Linked DNA regions of Capra hircus: all the other regions are linked to region 3. Evidence: chromatin contacts called from public Hi-C data. All regions are on one chromosome and are shown on one strand. The core of a region is the stretch at or near the end of the contact, and the rest is flanking DNA. Distances in the headings are between cores, read along the strand shown. Region 1 holds the start of TRIB1 (tribbles homolog 1). Region 2 has its middle 190 kb from the start of TRIB1. Region 3 overlaps NSMCE2 (E3 SUMO-protein ligase NSE2).

The links. Hi-C and Micro-C count contacts between places; a contact is called where the count stands out from the background.
Region 1: a contact with region 3 is called in a Hi-C map of blood, with 5 times the contacts expected there. The contact joins the promoter of TRIB1 here to the enhancer-like site in region 3. A contact is called at or near these places in 2 of 5 Hi-C or Micro-C datasets (both in blood).
Region 2: a Hi-C map of blood shows a contact between it and region 3, with 11 times the contacts expected there. The contact joins two enhancer-like sites. A contact is called at or near these places in 3 of 5 Hi-C or Micro-C datasets (blood and liver).

The regions. Positions count from the first base shown.
Region 1 is chr14:67,238,390-67,241,135 of ARS1.2, reverse strand. TRIB1 (tribbles homolog 1) reads right to left here and starts at 1,281. Exons shown (of 3, transcript XM_018058560.1): 1 at 203-1,281. The coding sequence starts at 562. LOC108637499 (a long non-coding RNA gene) reads left to right here and starts at 1,589. Exons shown (of 2, transcript XR_001919104.1): 1 at 1,589-1,819; 2 at 1,934-2,006.
Region 2 is chr14:67,425,446-67,428,371 of ARS1.2, reverse strand. No RefSeq gene overlaps it. Among named protein-coding and RNA genes, the nearest start is that of TRIB1, 190 kb to the right of the region's middle. Within about 2 kb of position 1,566, at least 2 of the 5 cell types and tissues checked have an H3K27ac peak or open chromatin away from gene starts, as enhancers often do.
Region 3 is chr14:66,964,264-66,967,173 of ARS1.2, reverse strand. All of the region lies in intron 2 of NSMCE2 (E3 SUMO-protein ligase NSE2), which reads right to left. Among named protein-coding and RNA genes, the nearest start is that of NSMCE2, 16 kb to the right of the region's middle. Within about 2 kb of position 1,268, at least 2 of the 5 cell types and tissues checked have an H3K27ac peak or open chromatin away from gene starts, as enhancers often do.

The DNA.
Region 1 (2,746 bases), core at 32-2,531, 270 kb before region 3:
CTCACAATTCCCAGTAAGGAGATCCTGGTCAAATGCTGCCTTCCCGGGCTCAAATCCACTTAACCGCCTTGCCTCAAGCCCAAACGCTGGCGGCACCTTCGGCTCCCGGGCGCTGGCGGGCGAGACCTCAAACACTTTTGCCTGCCACCGTGTGCCCCCTCACCCGCGACCTCCGCCGGGTCCCGGCCCCCCGGTTGCGTACCTTGCAGCGCAGCTCGCGGCCGGTGTGGATGCACAGTGCCCGGGACACATGCTCGCGCTCAGCCAGGGGTAGCAGCAGGTAGTCAGCGATGCGGCTGGGCCCCGGCGCGCTCCCGGAGCCGCCGCCGGCCCCTGGAGCGGCGGGCGGAGGCTGCGGGCTGCAGGGAGAGCCAGGGGGGCTGAGGTAGTCCGGGGGGCTCGAACACTCGGAGAGACGTGGGCACTTGGCCGCCACGGCCGCCGCGTCGTCCGCGTCCAGCAGGCGTTTGGCCGGGGTGCCCCGGCCGGCGGCGAGCAACAAGGCCGGAGTGCGGGGCTGCGAGACGCCGTTCATGGCAGAGCGCACGGGACCGACCCGCATCCCGACCCGGGCCGGGGCGGCCCCTGCTTTATAAGTCCTCGGATCCGCCCGGAAAGGCGCGACGGGCGCCGCGACTTACTCCAGCCCGGGGGATGGAGTTTGCAGACGGAGCTTGGTTCTGCCCCCACTAGGGGCAAAGCTGGAGCCGCTCCTGGTGCACGCGGGGATCACGCTGGCAGCGCGTCAGCGGCGCGGAGGCCGGCTCCAGTCTCCGGATCCTCGCGGGTACCTGCTCCCGGCGCCTCGCAGAACGGCGGCAGCCGCCGCTATTGTTGTCGAAGCTGCCGACAGTCGGGGAGGGAGAGGCGGCCGGCCTTCCCGAGGTTCAGAGCGGCGAGCACAGGATTCCGCAGGCTCGCTGGAGCCACGGAGCAAACACACTTCCCAGAGCAAGAAGTCTCGTAGCGAAAGCCAAAGCAACTTTTCCGCGGCGCTCGGAATCCGGCGCGCTCTTGGGCTCCCGGCGTGAGTGTGCGCGAGCGAGACGCTCTCGGAGAGAGTGACTGAGTGTGAGTGAGTGTGTGCGCCGCACCGATCCCGGCCAGTGCACTCCTCCTTCTCCTTTTCCTCCACCTCCTCCGCCTCCCGGTGACTCACGCTGTATACACACACACTCACAGGCCGGGCTGTGTAAACAGTTGGGAAGCCGGGTTGTGCAATGAGGTGGCTGCGACGACTCCGGCCCTGCCGCCGGGCGAGCAGTCACCGAAGTGGAGGGGGAGGACAGGGGCGGGGGGGCGGCGGGAAGGGGAGGTGGAGCTGGGTCGGCGGGGGCGAGGGGGGTGGCCCGAGGGCTGGGATGCTCGGGGCTGAGCGCGCTCCGGCGCAGGTGGTGAGTTCTGAGCCCGCTAGGGCGCGCGCGCACATTCCCCCCAGCTCCCCCCAAACCCTCAACAGGCTGGTCTAGGCAGGAGGCGGCGCGCGCCCTCCCGCAGGCCGTGGACTCAGCGCTGGAAGCCGGGGGAGGAGGCGGAGGAAAAGTTCCCGTGACGTCAGGGTCCCGGGGAAGTGGGCGGGAGGGGAGGGGCCGCGGGAGGTGAAGCGACCGGTGATTGGTGCGCGCTCCTCATTCACTCGGAGCACAATGGACCGCGGGCGCGCGCACCAGTTCTCCAGCACCCGCCGCTCAGTGCCGCCGCGGGGTGACTCCTTTTGCCCCGGGGGATCCCCTCGCCGCCCCGCGCCTGGAGACCTCGGGTTGGAGCTGTAGGCGTCGCCGAGACCCGGCGGTAGCCGGAGGAAGGGAGGAAAGAGAAGGTGATGAATTCCAGAATCACTCATTCACCCCCACGCGGTAGTTCCGGGGAAGACCTATGCGTGGTAGTGTATGTGACGGTTTTTTTTTTTTTTCCTTTTCCTGCCCCCTCCCAGCTCTAATCCCCAGCGTCTGTTCGCTTCCACAAATAGAACCTTCTGTTGGATGAAATAAAAGCAAACACTAGGCCTTCTGCTCTCCTCCACCTCCACGCCCCTCCCGCGCCTGCCGCCCGCCCGGATTGCACGGAAATAGCTTCTCCCGGCTCCCCGGCCGCCCCTTCGCGGTGACTCGCAGAAAGAGCTTCCTGAGCCGCGGCCGGTGGGAAACAAAGGATGTGGGGAGAGGGCGGAAGGGGCCCACGTGGCCGTCCCCGAATTCCTGTCCCCTCCCCGTGCCTCCTCCGCAGCCTCCACACGCGCAGCAGGGTCTAGAGCCCCGGGGCTAACCCGGTTCCTTGGTGACCGGGTAGATAGTGATACTGCCTACACCCAAGCAGTCCTGCCGGGGCGTGTGCGTGCACTCGTGCAACCTGATTTGCGTGAGCGCGAGATGTGTCAGACCCTGCACAGAGCTCCATGAAAAAATAACCTAGACGCTGTCGCTTTTCTTTCGAGAACCAGTCAATTCGGAGTCCCTGGACACAGAACATAGATAACTGATCAGAGTCCCTTCTGTACTTCTGCTAAATGCTTTATTTTCTAAAACCAGATCGAGCCCTAAGGATAAGTCCTTTTCCATATTGTCTCCATTCATTCAGCAAGCACTAATGAAGCATCTCCTAAGCTAGAGGCTGAGGATTAAGAAGATGAAAATTAACAATAGCTAACACTAATTGAACTCTGTAACGTGGCAGGCGCTGTTCTTAGCGCTTGACACACTGATGTTTTACAACTACCCAGTAGAGTTAATTTTTGTCCCATTTCACA
Region 2 (2,926 bases), core at 317-2,816, 460 kb before region 3:
ATTACCCATCCACCCAAAAATGAGAATGAGGGCAAATTCCCCAGGAACTTAAAATGCAACTTTGGTGCTAATGCAGAAATGGAAACCGAAATACACTTTCTGCTCTGCAGGTCAAAACGCAGAGACGTATTTCCTCAAAACTTGACCCTACCTCCCAGCTGCAGAGAACAGGAAATCCAAGTCTGTAGAACTTTGAGGCATTCACACTCCAGTGGCCTCGGCCGTGAGGCTTCCCTGCCCTGCAGGGTGAAAGCGATTGGTCCCCATCCCTCACCCCGTGCCCCTCTTTCTTGTTCCCATCCCACTGGGCCAAGGACACCAAATACAGTCCCACAAGTAGAGCACTGGCCAACTCAGGAGATGCCATTTCCATCAGCTGCGGTGTGAATGGCACCCCCCGGAGCTGTGCCATGCTTCTATTAGAACATCTTGCCGATGGCGGTGTTAAGACTGACACCTACAAGGTCACAAGCTTCTGGCTGAGCTACAGTCATCTCTGTGACTCTAGCACCCAACACAGTGCCTGGTACAGAGACTCTCAATGTAAACCTGAAGGGATTTCAGAAGCAATGAATTTGAGAGGAGAGTCAGCACCCCCACTTAGACAGGAAATAAGTAGTTATTTTAAATAGCAGTAGCATCCTAATTAGAGTATGGATTCTTCTTCACATAACCTTGGATCCTTTAAAGAGTAACTATAACAGAGTGATTAAGATCTCTGGCTCTGAGATCAGAAGGATTTGGTTTTGAATCCTTGCTCCACAACTACTAAACCAAAGCTCTCTAAGCCTTAGTTTCCTCATCTGTGAAGATCTACTGAGATCACGCCTTAGCCTAGTGTCTGATACACAGTAATGTACAGTATGTCTTGGGAGTAATGATGAAGTAGATGGTTAATGGCAATTAAGCAACAATTAAATGTTAATCCTAAAAGGTGCATTTTAGTTAGCAACATTTATATCCCACAAGAATGAATATGCCCAGGGCATACTGAGTGCTTGTATGTATGTGTGTGCTCTGTCATGTCTGACTGTTTGCAGCCCCATGGACTGTAGCCCGCCAGGTTCTTCTGTCCATGGAATTTGCCAGGCAAGAATACTGGATGGGTTATGGGTTGCTGTTTCCTACCCCAAGGGGGATCTTCCCTACCCAGGGATCGAACCCAAGTCTCTTGAGTCTCCTGCATAGGCAGGTGGATTCTTTACAGCCTCGCCATCTGGGAAGCCTCTATTGAGTGCTTAGTTAATGCTTACTGAATGAGAGAGAAAGGAGAGACCTAGTGAGAGAATGAGAATCAAGGGTGGAGGGGAGTGAGTAGGGAGAGGGAAGACAGGAGGGTGGAAGGGAAGAGGGCACTGAACCAGGAGTCTGGAGAGATACAGCTTCATATTTGACACCACTAACACTGTGACCTTAAGTCCCTTTCTTGGTCTCAATCTGCTCCTTTTTTAAGATCAAAGGTCATTAGACGATATCTCAGGTCCCTTCACCACATCCCCTCCCTCCTCTCTCCTGAACCTTTTTTGCAGCTTTCCTTCATATCCTGCAGGTGGTGCTGCTGAGTTAAGAAGAAAACCTGTTTTTCTGCAGCCTGGTTCCCAGCTGCCAAGTCTCTGCTTGAATAGCAGACTGGGAACTAGAGAAATCACTTACTTGTTGCTGAAAATGCCCCAGGGCAGTAAACGAATCATTCCGTTTCCTTTCTTGCCTACTTGGCCTCTCCTGGTGCCATGAAAGCTCTCTGGGTGTGGGGAGGCAGCTGGCCCTGAAATTCCAGTCCAGTTCCACTACTTCCTGGCCAGTGACCTTGAGCAAAGGCATTTGCCCTCTTGAAGTGTCAATACGGACACCCCTGGAAACAGGGGGAAAATTTGTTAAGTAGTGTTCATCAATTGAAGAGCCCAGTGCCTGGCCCATAGTAGATATTCAAGAAATTTATCTGCTTTTCCTTCCCTGCTTTTCACTCACTAAGGACTACGGCTAGTGCTTGAGAAGAAATGAACTGTGCAGTGCCAGAGCGATGAGGAGGTGGGCTTTCCAAGGGGATTCACTGAGGATAGGACATGTCATCTGAGGCTGGAAAGATGAGAAGGAGAGATGTCCCAGGCAAAAGGGCCACCCCGTGCAAAGACAGCCAGTCTTACCCAGCTCCCCTGCCCCATACTTTACAGACTGATCCTGAGTCCAGTGGCTGTGTCTCCTGAGCCTGGAGCCCACCTTGTTCACGCCTCTAAGAAGGTAGTTATCTGTCTATGTTGTAAGTTATATATATCCAATCATGTCTCTTTAAGGACTAGGAGTGCATTTTATTCATCTTTGCCTCCCTGGAGCCTGGCACAACAAATGCCTTAACGAATAGATGAGCCGATGAATGTACCGCCTTGGCATCATCCTGGCTCTTTTTCTCTGCATGCTAAGTTGATTCAGTCATGTCTGACTCTTTGCGACCCCATGGACCATAGCCTGCCAGGCTCCTCTGTCCAAGGGATTCTCCAGGCAAGAATGCTGGAGTGGGTTGCCACTCCCTGCTTCAAGGCATCTTCCCAACCCAGGGACTGAACTCATGTCTATTATGTCTCCTGCATTGCAGGTAGGTTCTTTACCACTAGCGTCACCTGGGAAGCCCTCTCTTTTTTCTCTAAGCCTTTTTTTTTTTTTTTTTTTAATGTGGACCATTTTTAAAGTCGGTATTGAATTTGTTACAATATTGTTTCCATTTCACATTTTGGTTTTTTGGCCTCCGGCATGCAGAATCTTAGCTCCCTGACCAGGAATCAAATCAACAACCCCTGCATTGGAAGGTGAAGTCTTAACCACTGGACTGCCAGGGAAGTCCCCTCATCCAGTCACTCATTGGTTATCTCCATACACAGGCATCCTGACCTTTAGCTTCACCTCCCCCAACACGTATCTAGCCCTTGCTACC
Region 3 (2,910 bases), core at 19-2,518:
AATAGGATCTGCAGAAGTAAGTAATTTTAAGCTAGTTAAACAATTTTGGGAAAAACCTAAAATACCAATCTCACCAGTGGTAGAGGACTGATAAGAATTAAAAAAAGAAAAGAGAGAGAGAGAGAGAAATCAACAGATAATATATTATCCTATTTTACCAACTGGTTTAACGTGAATACTCACCAAAACCACTTTTAAAAATCTGCAAAACTAACTGATTTAACTACCATTAAAATTTTCTGCCCTCCTCAGAGACTCAACGGAAACTAAAATGCCCTCTGTACTTGCTGCTATTACAACTGCCACTTCTAACATGGAACTATTAAGCATCTGAAACATTGCTAGTCCAGACTAAGAAAAGAATGTGGGTACAAAAATAACTCAACTGTCATATTGATTATATGTTGAGATAATATTTTAGACAACATTAGATTAAATAAAATATTACTAAATTATTGTCTCCTCTTTTTTCTTACTTTTTGTAATGAGGATACTAAAAAATTTTAATTAAACATGTGGCTCACATATTTTTACTGGACAGTGCTGCTACATATAAATAATACTTTACATTTATGAGGCACACACATACGTAATTTCAGGTGTAAAGTAGAGAAACAGGGAGAAATGGATCTCGATAATAAATATCTTCTGTACAATAATCAAATTGGTTTCATCTTTTAATCACCAATCTAATAAAACCTCCTTTCTGCTTACTGAAAGACAAACTTTTATGTCTTTTAAAAAGGACCTGATGTTTCAAAAATGATTCTAAAGTATGTTCTACTTCTGCTATGAACTGTCTCCTTTTCCTAAAATTAAAATAGTCTTAATTCTTTTCAGTGATCAAAGATACATGATAAAGCGCCAATCTAATTTTAAAATCTAATCAAGTGACTCCATTTCGGTTTTTTCTGTGGTAGTCATTTTCATACCTGTTAGGTCTTTGAAACCAAACCCCTGCTTTTGCTTCAAAGATTTTTTAAAAAGTAAAATCAACACAAAGATTGTTCTCCAGCATCTAGAAAAATGCAGGCAGTATTGAGGTACTATACAAACTCTGTTTTAAAAACTAAAATAGGACTCATTTACTATTTCAAAAAGTAACATCCCAATGTGAAGGGGAGAGCTTAGCAAACAGGAGAGCACAGCAAGCAATTATTTCCACACATTCCATCACGTGTAGAAACCATGCCAACTCTCAGGTTGTTCAAGTCAGGGGAAGAAAGAGAATCTGGAGGTGTTGGAATGGCTGGAAATTTATGGAGTGAGAGTGCAGAGTAACACGAGGTGAGGTGAGGCCAGCGACAGCCCAGACTTTCCTCTCTGTGGGTCTTAAAAAGGAAACAGCCCGGCTTTCTGACTAAGGAAGGCAACAGGAAAGGAAAACACACTTCACACTTTCTAACGTCCCCGAACTGTCCCCACTACAGCTGGCCCACCGATAGAGTTAAACCTACTGTTCATATTTGTGTGAACAGCTGGTTTTTAAATGTTATCGACAACAACAAGATTCACTAAGGTAGAATGGTAAGTAATAAATATGAGATGTACTTTTCTATTTTGTGACAGGGCCAGCCTCTATCTCTGGTAAATGAACTGAGTAACCTGGATAAATAGAAATAAAGCCAGTGGAAAGGAGAGGTATAGTCCTCGTTCCTTCCTGGAAGAGGTCACCTTAACCTTAATAGCCCTACCCTTCTGTTGTTCTGATAGAATCAACACATTTTTTTATATCCTTAGATATACAGAATAACTCAGGTTCCAAGTTATGAAATTTCAGTAACTTAGTGATTATACCTTTTAAACAATCTTGAACCTGCAATTAGCAAACCCAGTATGGGCCCAACGGCACCTGATTAACAAGTGTTCTGGTGCCACCTAGTGGTGTATGCTTCCCCTCAAAGGGGAAATAATGATTAGACCAGGGTTCCTGGCCCATGGAGAAGCAACATCAGCTTGTCCTAGACCTATTGAAACTTTACTACTGAGTCGCAGGAATCTGTTTCAATAAGCCCTCTAAGTTAATTCCTCCCACATTTGAGCACTACTGGATTAATCAGTACCAACACAAAAATTAAGTGCAAAGTCTTAAAAAATTAGGTTCAACAATGAACAAAAGTGCCTAATTTCTAATTTTGGAAAGCAATTTAGTTTTCTGCATTTTGAATCCAAATTATCTGTATTTAAGGAACTGCGTTAAAAGCCATTTACTAACACATTAATATACATCCAACATTTGAGAGTCCCAGTCTCTGAAAATATCCTAAGTGCACCCTGAGGTCTATGCCCCAAGGAAAGCCAGTTCAAAGGAAAGGCCAAACACAAAACAAAACAAAAATACAATGAAAGTGAAAGTTGCTCAGCCGTGCCCCACTCTTTGCGACCCTATGGACTATATAGTACATGGAATTCTCCAGGCCAGAATACTGGAGTGGAGAGATGAAAGTGAAACGATCCCTTTTCAAGGGGATCTTCCCAACCCAGAGATTGAACCAATATCTCCCGCCCTGGGGGTAGATTCTTTACCAGCTAAGCCACCAGGGAAGCCCAAGAGCACTGGAGACGGTAACCTATTCCTTCTCCGTCATATCTTCCCGAGCCGTGAATCAAATCGGGGTCTCCTGCATTTCAGGTGGATTCGTTACCAGATGAGCTACCAAGGAAGCCAAGCCCAAGAAAGTGAAAGTGTTAGTCGCTCAGGCTCTTTGCAATCTCATGGACTGTAGCCCACCAGGCTTCTCAGTCCATGGAATTCTCCAGGCAAGAACACTGGAGTCAGCTGCAATTCCCTCCTCCAGGCGATCTTCCCAACCCAGGGATCAAACCCAGATCTCCTATATTGCAGGCAGATTCTTCACCGCATGAGCCACCTTAAGAAAAAGCATCAACTGTTATCAGGATATCAGGTTA